3 separate regions of the Mus musculus genome follow, and regions 1 and 3 are each linked to region 2. The links are chromatin contacts, called in public Hi-C and Micro-C maps. All regions are on one chromosome and are shown on one strand. The core of a region is the stretch at or near the end of the contact, and the rest is flanking DNA. Distances in the headings are between cores, read along the strand shown.

Evidence for each region. Hi-C and Micro-C count contacts between places; a contact is called where the count stands out from the background.
Region 1: a contact with region 2 is called in a Hi-C map of cortical neurons, with 2.3 times the contacts expected there. The contact joins the enhancer-like site here to the promoter of Drd1 in region 2. A contact is called at or near these places in 11 of 39 promoter capture datasets (the 3T3-L1 cell line, the C10 cell line, embryonic stem cells and 6 more), 2 of 15 datasets of contacts at CTCF or cohesin (the NIH/3T3 cell line and large pre-B cells), 4 of 484 Hi-C or Micro-C datasets (the G1E-ER4 cell line, bone marrow-derived macrophages, cortical neurons and 1 more), 6 of 115 datasets of contacts at active chromatin or transcription factors (astrocytes, embryonic stem cells, forebrain and 1 more) and 3 of 9 other capture datasets (adipose tissue, embryonic stem cells and liver).
Region 3: a Micro-C map of embryonic stem cells shows a contact between it and region 2, with 2.4 times the contacts expected there. The contact joins the promoter of Cplx2 here to the promoter of Drd1 in region 2. A contact is called at or near these places in 1 of 39 promoter capture datasets (embryonic stem cells), 2 of 484 Hi-C or Micro-C datasets (both in embryonic stem cells), 3 of 115 datasets of contacts at active chromatin or transcription factors (embryonic forebrain, large pre-B cells and stem cell-derived neural progenitor cells) and 2 of 9 other capture datasets (adipose tissue and embryonic stem cells).

What each region holds. Positions count from the first base shown.
Region 1 is chr13:54,446,488-54,450,748 of GRCm38.p6, forward strand. No RefSeq gene overlaps it. Among named protein-coding and RNA genes, the nearest start is that of Thoc3, 20 kb to the right of the region's middle. Within about 2 kb of position 1,579, at least 60 of the 459 cell types and tissues checked have an H3K27ac peak or open chromatin away from gene starts, as enhancers often do. A contact at or near this core is called in cortical neurons, forebrain and hippocampal neurons, where this site is marked.
Region 2 is chr13:54,053,238-54,057,577 of GRCm38.p6, forward strand. Drd1 (dopamine receptor D1) reads right to left here and starts at 2,421. Exons shown (of 2, transcript NM_010076.3): 1 at 2,324-2,421; 2 at 1-1,376. The coding sequence starts at 956.
Region 3 is chr13:54,369,002-54,373,038 of GRCm38.p6, forward strand. It overlaps Cplx2 (complexin 2), which reads left to right and starts at 2,348. Exons shown (of 4, transcript NM_009946.3): 1 at 2,348-2,574. All of the region lies in intron 1 of LOC115488208 (a long non-coding RNA gene), which reads right to left.

The DNA of each region.
Region 1 (4,261 bases), core at 329-2,828, 390 kb after region 2:
CTACAACCACCCTGGGTTTCTTTACGGGTGTTCTGGAGATCCAGATTTTGTGTTTGCATGGCAAAAGCACTTTACCCACTAAGCTATCTCCCCAGCCCACTTCTTATGGATGTTTATGGAATAAATCAATATACAGGGCTTGCATGAGGTATAGCTCCAAAGGCTATGAAGGTGATTCAACTGTCTTTCCCCCCCTATTCACACTCCATGACCTTGGATGGAAAACCTCCTTCCCGTCTCTAAAACGATCCAGCCAGCGCTGTTTAGTGGGCCCATAGAAACGCTGCCCCCGGCCAGCCTTCAAAATGGATTAAGGATTTGAGGCTCAGTTTAATACTCTACACACAAGATCAAAGAACACAGGAAAGAGCTGGCAAGCAGGGAGGGTGCAAGATGGAGCAGACCCCAAGCAACTAGCCAAGCTGCAGGGCATGGGCCCCACGTCCTGTACAGTCTGTGTCTTTAGAAATTAAAGCACACATTTCTGCTGACCCCCAGACCCAGAGCAAGCAGGAGCACGAAGGAACCTCGAGTAATTTTTCAAAACCATCAGCATGTGTTCAGCGGAAGAAAAGAGGGGTTGTTCAAGGCAGAGACACAGTCCAGCTCAACAGGGAATTTAAGGCTGAAAGCAGACAGCCGCACTGCATCCTGGAGCGGGTTTCCAACCGCAGCCTTGCCTCTGCTTCCCTCTAGTGGCCACACAGGGAATGGTCCACGGATCTTAACAGCACCACTGAGAGAGGATCACCAAGCTTCGAACCTGTAAACCACCTCCGTTACCTTCCCTCCTACAGCCGCTAGCCTGGGTGGGTCCCTTGCCCTCTGGACTCTGCTACAGTCTCCCTAGTGGCACCAATAAGATCACAAACAGCCTCCTACTGCAGGATGCTGTTCGCAGGAACTGTGCCGAGCAGTCTCGGGTCACCCAGAGTTCTTACAACTCTCTTTGGAATCAGGTAGTATCTAGTCTACAGGAGAGGAAACTGAGGCTCATAAAAGTTTAAAAGGCCAAGGCCATACGGCTACTGGGGCGGGGGGGGGGGGGGAGGATCTGTAGTTTAATCCGTTTACAAGCCGGAGCTGTGTCCTTGTACAAAGCAGCAGTGTCTCCTTGACAGTGTTGGGCGTTAACTTGGAGGCTTGACTACTAGCTAGTGGAGAGATTAGACGGTAGTGAAATTCAAGATGTGGGGCCTAGTCGAGGAAGCAATTCACTGGGGCATCCCTTAAAGAGGGTATTTCTATCTCCTGTTTCTCCCTCTCCCTCTCCCTCTCCCTCTCCCTCTCCCTCTCCCTCTCCCTCTCCCTCTCCCTCTCCCTCTCCCTCTCCCTCTCCCTCTCTGTCCCCCCCCTCACTCTCCCTCCCTCCCTCTCTCCCTCCCTCCACTGAAATAAACATTTCCTTTGAAGTTCCGGTATTCTGTTCCAGCAATGCGCAGCCAACAGAAAAGCTAAAACTCGAGGGCCAGACCTAACAGCAGGAGTTTAAGCTGATTCTGCGGCTTTTCTGAGCAGAAGCTATGCAGCAGCCTCCAGCATTGCTCCCTTCTGATCTGCAAGGCTCCACACTGCCCCAGGTGGTCTTTCTTAAAACAGAACTTCCAACTGCTTAAAGACCGGCAAGGCACTTAAGCTGACCCCCTTAGCTCAACTGTTGGCCCCTTCACAGCCAGCCCCACCACCTCCTCCCTTTAGCGAGAAATAAGCAATAAGCGGGGCTCTCTCTCGGAAACTCTCTCTGAGCGCAAAGCCTAACTGAAGGAGTGCTTTCGGGGCTGTGAGAGAGCCCCCTTAGAGCGGAGCTCACCGGAAGACACTCCCTCCTCACCTGTGGAAAAGCCCCTGCTTGGGGAGGTGAGCACTTGGGAAAGATCTGCCTGCCTGCAGCCAAAAGCCTGAGGCCACGTGACATTGCTGTCCAAGAGCTTCCAACCCCCAAAAGAGCCAACCAAACTGATTAGAAGCGGAGTCAGGGTCACACACCTGTGGATGCTGAGATGCCAACGATTTCATCAAAGGGTCCCAATGCACAAATCTCATTCTGGTTCTCCAGATCCCACGTATCAAGACTTGAGGCTGGGAGAGGAACCGGAGATCCAGGAGCCGGATGGATGAGGCCTGGGCTCCTTATATGTTTTATGATCTCTTTTGGCCAGAAAATTCTTACAGAACCACGGGTGTGTAAGTATATAAAATAGGGATACAAATCAAACACAAATTTTGTCATTTAGGGATTTTTATTTACATTTTACTATGTAGCTCTGACTGGCTTTGAACTCACAGAGATCTGCCTGCCTCTATCTCCCAAACACTGGGGTTAAAGTTGTGGACTCATGACACCCAGCAAGGAAATTTATTTTTAAAATTTTTGGTATACATGTTACCGTTTATTAAAACTAAAGCAAATTTTCATACCATGGCATTGTGTCTGTTTTCTGTGTAAAGAATAAAATACTAACAGCATATTTGAATGTGTGGGGTATTTCCATGTCTTTCAGAGTTGATAAGTATATTTTTGATTTAAAATGGTCAATAACGAGAATGCCATTTCACATACACAGTACAAAACGACAGAAGCGTATTTAGGCTGCTCCAGAAGTTGTTGGAGACTGTTCTAATTCCAAGTCAAACTTCATTTAATGACTTATTTAAATGAAACTCAACTCAACAGCAATTTTTAAAAATCAAACACCCTAACTCGGTACAACCCAAGACCCAAAGATTGCTTTGGTACTCACCTGCTGAGCCCTGTTGAGAAACACTGAAGTCTTTGTTTTCCGTAATTAAACCATTCTGTGGAAAAGCATTAAACTTACCATGTACCATCAAAGCACTGCAATTCATAACAGGCAGAAGCCCCCGGTCTGAGCTGAGGTATTTGCGGACCATTCACTCGCACTGCGTATCATGGCGGCACCCGGCCCAAAGTGCACAGTCCTGTGTTCAGAGCTGGGGCTGCAGTAACCACACTCGATGCCCCTCAGACTGTGAACTTGATTTTGACTTCATTTTTGGTCATGGTGCACTCTGAAACCTTATATTATTACCAGGTGGGGTTTTTTGTTTGCTTGTTTTTTGTTTTTTGAGCGTTTCACATGGGCATCGGATGTGCTTCGACTCCAGATCCTGGCCCATCGTCTCCTTTACTATTCTCTCCTGTGATGGTTTCTGTTTGCTTCGCACAGGAAGTGGCACTGTTAGGAGGTGTGGCCTTGTTGGAGTGGGTGTGTCACCATGGGCCTTAGCTTAAGACCCTCACCCTAGCTGCCGGGGAAGCCAGTCTTCTGCTAGCAGCCTTCAGATGAAGATGTAGAACTCTCAGCTCCTCCCGCAGCATGCCTGCCTGGATGCTGCCATGCTCCAGGCTTGATGATAATGGACTGAACCTCTGAACCTGTAAGCCAACCCTGATTAAATGTTGTCCTTATAAGAGTAGCCTTGGTCATGGTGTCTGTTGACATCAGTAAGACCCTAACTAGGATATCTCCCAACCTCAAGTGTTTTGTTTCTGTTCACATTTTACCCAGAGTCCACTCAGCACTGCCAGTGTGAGTATGGCGTGTGGCCATTGACTGGAGTGTGGGTGTCCTCTCAGGGACCACTTGGTTGAAAAAAATTGACTATCCTCACAATTGCCCATAAGCCCTCTACTAGGGGTAGGATCTCATGACTGCCCCCCACCCCAGCCCCGTGCTGGGATTTTCTGCAGCTTGACCTTGCACAAGTCTCATGCATGCTGTCAACTGCTGTGGGTTCCTTAGGTGTCCTCTCCCTAACCCGATTCTCCCTGCTCCAAAACTCATGTAACCAAATTCTTAGCAATAACGCCAGTTCAACTGTGTGCAACCACAGGCAGGGTCTAAAGGTCTAAAGGTTAGACCACGGCAGGCAAAGTAGAAATGTCCAGGAACTTGAGTGAGCACAGTCTCCAATGCAGGAGCTGTAAGGGAATGAGCGAACACAGTCCTCGGTGCTGTAAGGGAACGCCCATCTCACAGCTGCCTGCCTCCACTAGCTGAGCCTTTGCCCCTGCTCCTGGCCAGGTTAGCGTCTATCACCAAGCGCACACTGAGATGCCTCCTCCAGGAAGTCTTTCTCCAAGTACAGGCTTGCCTCCTTGTCTGTGCTGAGAAAACAAACTGGTTGGAAGGAGGTTCACCAATGGAGTTACCATTAGAACTCCCTGGAGAGCTTGGTAAGATCTGAGGCGGGGTCTGAACACCAGACAGTTCTTGTACTGGCTGGTTTTGTGTGTCAA
Region 2 (4,340 bases), core at 1,171-3,670:
AACCACACAAATACATCGAAGGTGATGGAATCAATGCAGAATGGCTGGGTCTCCTCAGAGCCACAGAAGGGCACCATACAGTTCGAAATGAAGAAAGGGAGCCAGCAGCACACGAATACCCCCATGATCACAGACAGTGTCTTCAGGACTTTAGTCTCCCTCTTAAAGGACATCTTAAAGGAACTTTCTGATTGAGAGCATTCGACAGGGTTTCCATTACCTGTGGTGGTCTGGCAGTTCTTGGCATGGACTGCTGCCCTCTCCAAAGCTGAGATGCGCCGGATTTGCTTCTGGGCAATCCTGTAGATACTGGTGTAAGTGACGATCATAATGGCTACGGGGATGTAAAAGCTTATGAGGGAGGATGAAATGGCGTATGTCCTGCTCAACCTCGTGTCACAGTTGTCATCCTCGGCATCTTCCAGGGAAGTAAAATTGCCATCCAAGGGCCATGTAGGTTTTGCCTTGTGCCAGCTTAGCTGCACTGGAATGAAGGATATGAGAACAGACAAAGTCCATGCTACGCTAATCAGGATGAAGGCTGCCTTCGGAGTCATCTTCCTCTCATACTGGAAAGGGCTGGAGATAGCCCAATACCTGTCCACGCTGATCACACAGAGGTTAAGGATGGATGCCGTGGAGCACATGATGTCAAAGGCTACCCAAATGTTACAAAAGGACCCAAAGGGCCAAAAGCCAGCAATCTCAGCCACAGCTTTCCAGGGCATGACCAAGACAGCCACCAAGAGATCTGACACAGCTAAAGAGATGACAAAGAAGTTGGTCACCTTGGACCGCAGGTGTCGAAACCTGATGACAGCGGCACAGACAAGGGTATTCCCTAAGAGAGTGGACAGGATAAGCAGGGACAGAAAACAGGCTGTGAGGATGCGAAAGGAGAAGTCCCTCTCCACTGGCAGGCCAGTCTCATCCATGGTAGAAGTGTTAGGAGCCATCTTCCAGAAGGAAAGCACTTCCGGTGGCTTAGCCCTCACGTTCTTGGCCAGGCTTAGCCAGACTTCCCCCAATCACTCACCACCCAGCCCCTTCTCCAGCCCCAGTTGCTGTCTGGACAAAAGCACAATGGTGTTCCATCAGGAGCATCTCCATAGCAATCCAAGCCATACCAGGAAGAAGAGCCGCTTGCTTTCCACCTGTCTTCTGGGTTCAGTGCTCCAGGTCGCTGTTCCCTGGCATCCGCTGGTCCCTAGATTCCCCAAGGAATGCATAGGCTTTTAAGCATACTCTAAGAGTCTGGGGCCTCTTCCTGGTCAATCTCAGTCACTTTTCGGGGATGCTGCCTCTTCTTCTGAGACACAGCCTAAAATACATGCATTTCTCCTTCAAGCCCCTGGTGCCACATCTCTCCAAATGCCCTAAAAAGCAAAGGGAAACACAAAGTCGTTCACCAATACTCTGTGCAGACCTCCTATTTGGCTACACAAAATCTCAGCCCATCACCCCCTGGACAAGTCCATCAAGACCACCTACCTTGCTTTAGAGTCACTTCTCCCAAAACCCCTGGACTCAACGAGTCCCTCCAGCAGAGCAAGTGTTCCCCCTCCTCATGCAGAAAAATCTCTGGGATGGATTTGGGAAAGGAATCCCAGGCCAGGTGCCAGGGAAGCGGCGCCCCTCCTGCTACCTTGCCCACCTACAGATTGCTGCCCCCGCCCCCAGGAGGGTTCTCGGAGCTTCCTTGGGAGAGGAACCTCCAGGACTGGAACAGCTTCTGTCCTGTCTGAGGAAGCCCAGCTCTGGGCACCCCTTTGGCTCCTCGTTCTTAGGGCAGGACCCTGAGCCTCCTTGGGGAGCCACCCGCTCGCTCCCTGTCAGCAGTGGCAGGAGCTCCAGGCAAGCACAACAGCTCGAGCGAGCGAGGGCACCGGCCGGCTGGGTTCCAGCGGGGCACAGCCCACCCCGCCTCCGCGTCCCCTCCCGGCCCCGGTGGTGGGCTGAGCTTGACAGGCAGAGTGGCGGGCGACAGCCACACGTGGTTCACTGAAGGCACAGCTGGAGCAGGGGTGTGGGACGCCTACCTAATCGCTGTGCCCTCTCTGGCTACCTGATCCCCCCACCCCTCCCCGGGGGACCCTGGCACAAGACAGAACCTGAGGAACAAATCCTGATGCTCAAATCAAGTAAACCAAACTCTCGTTCAGCGCCTCTCCGGGTCAACTCCAAGTTCCACCCAAAGCTCGGGGTCAGAGCTGACCCTACCCACACCCACGCCCTGCTAGTCCTGGACACTGCCCACGTCGCTGAGTTGTCACTGAGTGCCCCGCAGCAGGGGTACGGGAAGCCCCAGGACGAGAGTGCTCACCGATCTGGGAGACCACGCTCCCCGACTCCGCCAACCCTGCGCCCTCTCCTGTGCCGCTCGCTCTGCTCTCCGCGCTCCGCCCGCCAAGGCGCTTCTGCGGTCAACTCACGAGTGCAGCCCGTGACCCGCGCCCCACAAGCACCCCAAACACGGTGCCGCACTCTCAGCAGGTACCCGGCGCCCTCTGCCGGGGCCTCTGGTTTCCTACACCCCGCCTGCGCCCTAGCAGGTTCAGATCACAGGGGCCTCAGCCAGTGTGTGTAACCAAGATGCAGGGCCTCGACCATGCTTTTCCCTGTCCCCTTCTGCCAGAATCTGGACGGTGAGAGGCAGGTCTTCCGCGCTCTAGCCTCCCTCGTTTGAAATGCCCCTAAAAACTCACAAGAATAAGAAGTCCCTTTGGCTAGCATTTTATTCTCTAAGCCATGATTTTCCTTTTGTGTCCCCTGTGTGCCAAGGCTGGAGCAGCAGTGAGAACAACATGTCAACTTATTGTGCAAGTGATCAGAGACCTGGCATAAACTCAGCAGCCTCTGTGTCCCCTAAACACACACACACACACACACACACACACACACCTCATGATGTTCGACATCTTGCAAAACTCCTTCCTTATTGGCTTGCACAGCTTCATTTCATCTGTGTGGACAGTGATGCTCAGAAAGACTGTGGGCTCTACTCCACGTTAACACAGTAGCTAATGAAGATGGTGGCCTGTCTGCCTGACTGTCGCTTGCACAGCCGTGTCTAGGATGGAGCCCACTATCTAAACAATTAGCACAGGGATAAAGCAGAGACAGGAATGTGTGGCCTCAGAGACGTTTAGTGCATAGACGCAGCCCCAGAGTGCCTTCCCATCTGTGTGAAAAGAGATTAAGTATGGAACTTGGAAATCACTTTGCCTGGACTCCTGTGCTTACTGATGTAAAAATTAAATGAAATACTTATTTAAGAGTTGGGACCAGATATGGACTCAGTCAGTCCTTGGTGGCCAGAAATTCTTCAGAGACCAGTTAAAAAAAAAAAAAAAAAAAAAAAAAAAAAAGGTAGTAGTCTTGTCTCCATGAGAACCACACACCACACTGAATGCCCGAATTTTCTCTATACAACCTAAATAGCTCTCCTAATTAGCCAGCAGAAATCATATCTTGGTTTTGGATGTAGTCAAATGATTGACACCAGTCCTCCTCCACCTGTGCTCCCGGTTTGTCCTCCCACTGGCAGTCTTGCTGCCACACACCAAGTTCCACAGACTGGTGATCAGACATATACCCCAAGAACCACATGCCTTTAGAATGGTGGCTCTCAACTTTCCTAATGCTGCAATATGTGGCAACCCCCAACCAAAAAATTATTTTGTTGCACTCTATAACTGTAATTTTGCTAGTGTTATAAATCATACTATAAATATGTGATATGCAGGCTGTCTGTTATGTGACCCCCCCCCCCCCCACACACACACACATACACATAAGGGGTCAAAATTCACACATTGAGAAACTCTGCTTTAGAGCCGTGAGTCAGCACAGGGTAAAACCCTCAGGGGATTCTCATCCCTGAAGCAGTCGCTCTCTACGCAATTGGAACTTTGTTTCACCATACTTCTTCATTTTTGACCAGCGAACACAAATTAGAGGATGTTTCCAGTCCAAGATGGTTGTGTGAGTCTGGAATTGCAACTCCTCTTGCTCTTCCTACCCTGCAATTCCCTGAAATGAGGAAGATGAGGACAAAGGGCCCTCTGGACGCGCAGGAAGCTGTGGAAACTTTAGGGATCCTTTAGGGCAGGACTGAGCACGCTGGAGGAGGGAGGACTCCCTCAGGGAGGGAAAGTGCTCCTCCAGCTAGCACTTGAAGAAGAAGCAACAATGTAGTAACACTTAGGATTGTAACAAGGAAGCTGGAGGTGACCTGAGGGCAATTTGAGGAGTAAGACTTCCCCTAATGACTTGCCAAGGACTCTGGAAAATGGCCACTGCTCTTTAAAGTAGAATGACAGCCATACTAAAGCTGCCTC
Region 3 (4,037 bases), core at 1,098-3,597, 320 kb after region 2:
CCGAGTTTAGTGGCATTATCATCATTGGGGGATATTTGGAACAGTCAGCTACTTTTCTTAAATAATAACAGAGAATTTGGGAACCATGTCCGGGCAGAAAGGACTCCTCCCCACACCTCTGTTTGGCTGTGGGAAATAGCTCTGCTGTGAGTTATCCCTAATCGATCAACAGGACGAAGCTTCAAAACTTGGCCAAGCTGAACTTCTGTCCATCAGTAAGATTTCTGCGACTAGGCTCAGTTCATGTCAAATAATGAGGATTTTAAAGAGAGAGAGAGAGAAAGAGAGAGAGAGAGAGAGAGAGAGAGAGAGAGAGAGAGAGAGAGAGAGAGATTCACAAAAGGCTTGGATTCATATGTGACCGCCACCCAGATGGTCAGTCCTCTTATCAGCTTCAGCCTTGAGCTGGGACACACAGGCAGGGCTGGATAGCACCACCTGAGATCTGGGTCTTCCTCTTAGAGCTACAGCCTGCCTCTCTTTACCCATTGTCCTAAGGCTGTCTCCAGTAATGGCAGGGGCGGGGGGGGGGGACAGGGAGAACCCTGTAGCTCTGGTTTTCCCCTGCATTGGTTATTTTATCCACCTCAGCAAGCATACCCTTAGCATCTACTTTGCCAACTACTAACCTAAGGCAATTTCAATTAGCCAAGATTCATCAGCCCTTCCAGGACTAACACCCTCTCTGTTCTGTTCTGAGGGTAGGAAGCCACCCTCCGGCCCTTCAACCTCACTAGCCCCCGCCCAGCCTCCTCTCAAGAGCTGGATGGACCCGGTGCTTACACAAGCCCAGCTTAAAACGCAGCACCCAGGGCTGAACTCTGTCTTTTTATCTGAAGTGCAACTTGGATTTTGATGCTAGCTTGATCAACGTCCGTGTCAAAGGCAAAGCCCCAGTTGTAGCCAGAGTGCAGCTGGCACAGGCCCCCTTCACAGAGCATGTTTGCTGAAGAACTTGTAGAAAGGAAGAGACAGAGGCAGGCAGGGGAAGGGGTGCGGGGGGGGGGGAAGATTGCAGGTCTTAAAATGTCAGATCTCTTGGCTTCCAACTCCCTTTGGGCATTAGTGGCCAGTCTAAGTGTCTCTAATGAAACAGGAGCGTGTGACACACACACACACACACACACTTTAGGCCACCTAAATAGAGGGGCCCTGCCATCATACAAAGCTCCTGGTCTGCAGGGGAGCAGGGGGTGCACACTGATGTCTTCTGACTTGTAAGGTTTCTCCCACGTTAAGGCATCTACTGTGAACCCCTCCTTTCCCTCCCTGGATTCTGCCCTACCGCAGCTTGCAGCTCTTGCTCCTGGGAGAGAAGCCATCTCATCTCAGAAGCAGAAGTCATCCCCACTCTGACATAGCTCTGATGGATGCATGAACTTCTGCACTGCTTCCAAAGGCCAGGTGCAAGGCCCTCCCCACTGGAGCCATTTTCCTACACCTCTGGCTGGATGAAAAGAAGGGGCGGGGAGCCAATAGGTGGCAGGCAGAAAGGAGAGGCTCATTAGGAGAGAGGGGGAAAGATGAGTATGGGGGGAGGCTGAGCGAGTAGTAGGGGTCCCCCTGTTGTCTACTCCCTTCTCTTCCCTGGGCTTAGGAGGGAAAGCAGCGCCTTCTAGAATAACATAACCAGAGAACTATTCCTTCTTCCGAGGATAACACATCTACAGAAGACCAGGAGTAGCTCACCTAGGGTTCCCGCTGCAATTTTGCAGCAGTCTTTCTGCTTCTGGGTCCAGAGCAGAGAGCCACTCACCCACTAGGAGGGCCTTCCTCATCCCACACACCAGTGGTTCTGGAGTGAGCGCATAGCTGGACACTACAGTCATAAACTGCAGAAACGATGTGACAGTGGACTGTCTAGTCCAGAAGCCGCTCCCAGGCACAAAGAAGGGGTGATTGAAACTGGGGCTCCTTTAGGGAATTGGGCACCCCAACGGGAGTGTGCCTATCGTAGTGTGCCCAGAGTAACCAAAGAGAACTTTCCTGAAGAGGTGATTACTTGAGTTTCTGCTTTTAAAATCCTTTCTTCCACTCGTGCCCCCAAAGCCCTTCCAAACCTTCGAGCTTGTGGTTCTTGAACACGGAGGAGTTGGGAATGAAGCCTAGCTGCAGGCAGATCGGTACAGCTTAACGCGGAGAGAATAAAAGAGTAGAAAGGAGATAAGGAAGAGAGGGGAAAATGAGGGGGAGGAGACAGTGAGAGGGAAAGGAGAATGAAGAGAGGGGGAACAGGAAAGAGAGGGGAGAAAAGGGAGGGAGTGCAGGAGGGAGGAAAAGGGAGGGAGAGAGAGAGGGAGGGAAGAGAGAGAGAGAGAGAGAGAGAGAGAGAGAGAGAGAGAGAGAGGTTTTGAATTTCCCTTCTGGAAGAGAAGCTGTACGGCGTCAGGGCCTGGCTGAGGGGCGTGATTGGAGGGCGCCTTAGGCATCCGCCCGCCCGCGGCAGCAGCCTCGGCCCCAGCTTGCCTGGCGGAGTTACACCAGGCAGCGGCGCGAGCTGGCTGAGCACACGGCACCGCCTGCTGGAGTCAGCCGGAGCCCTGCAGTGGCTTAGACGGTTGCTGGGACCACCAGGTCGGTGCTGGCCGTGGGCCGGGGAGGCGGAGCCGGGCTGGGGGCAGTGGGGGAACGCTCTGGCTCCGGAACAGCGGGGAAGCCGGGCAGTGTAGCTTTGAGGGGCTCCCCAAGACCGCGGGGCGCTGCGCTGGGACTGCGGCCCCTACCCGCTCGCTGTGGTGCTGAAGGGACAGCTCCCCGCGGAGGCCAGGGGGACCGCTGGAGCTGCAGACTCGGGGCAGGAAGATGTGGGCAGATGCGCACCCGGAGCAGTGGGGCTTGGGGAGCTCCGACCGCCCCGAGTGCGGAGACTCAAGTGTGAACCTGGAGAACAACTTCGAGCCCGCAAGACTAGGGTGGGGGACGTGGTCCTCGGCTGCTTGGGGTGTGGCTACCCCTGAAGCCCTCCCGGACCCTCTGCTACAGGAGCAGAGAGTCACCCCGAGGGGTAGAGTTCGGTTCCCAAGGGAACCCGAGGGTGGCAGAGGCCAGGTGGAGAGAGGAGAGGCCACGTCGGTGGGGGGCAGGGGGGCTATTTGTCCTCTTCCCGCAGGAGCGCTGTTGGAGTAGCACGAGCCTGTGCAGGGTCACAGGCTGCTCCTCAGTCTCAGACCCTCCTCTCCCTGGCAAAGTTTAAGAGCAGGCGAAGGTTCAGAATTGAGAGGCAAGTGTTGGGGGAAGGGGACACGCACTGACCAACTAAGGGCCCCAGGGCAGAGCTGTTGGTCTCCATGAGGGCCGGGGGAGCGGCGCCTGGAAGCCTGCCCTCTCTTCTGTGGGGGGAAAACCCCCGCACTTTCATGACCCAGACGACTGATCCTTTTACTCTGGCCGGACCTCGCTGCACCCCCCGCCCCCCCCCCCCCACACACACACACCCTCCCCGCCACCTCTGAGACGTCTTGCTGCTAGGGGCGTGGGGTGGGGAAGTAGGGGAGACGTCCTCTGTCTCAGCCACTGCCATTAGCGTGGAGTCCCTTGCAAAAAAACAAAAAACAAAAAAACAACGGAGTGTTGAATTGAGTTGTGATTGTAGCCCGTACTTGAATCAGAGAAAAACAGCCGCAAAGACAAACACTGCAGGTGCTCATGTGTGCTTGTCAGAAGGAGGGGCCCGGTTTCTGGGACTCGAACTGGAACTAGAGCAGGTGCCTTAGCTGCCTTTGGCTGGGACTGACAGCAGGGGTGTGGGAGTGTGGGGTCTGGAGGAAAGATGAGGGGCCTGCCCTGGGTCCCCGGTGACTGGCAGCATGGAAACATTTGCATCAGCCTACCTACACCCCCTCCCCCTTTCCCCCAGTCCAACACCCTACCAGCAGCACCATCCTCCACCCCCACCAGCTTCCTTCCCGCGCGGAGACAGACGGCAGCTTTCCGCAGCACCGCTGAGGAGCGCCTCCTGGCGGTGAGGCCCAAATTCTCAACTGCACACAATCTGCAGGCCCTCTCTCCCGCGGTCCTCCTGGTAGCTCCAGGCGCGC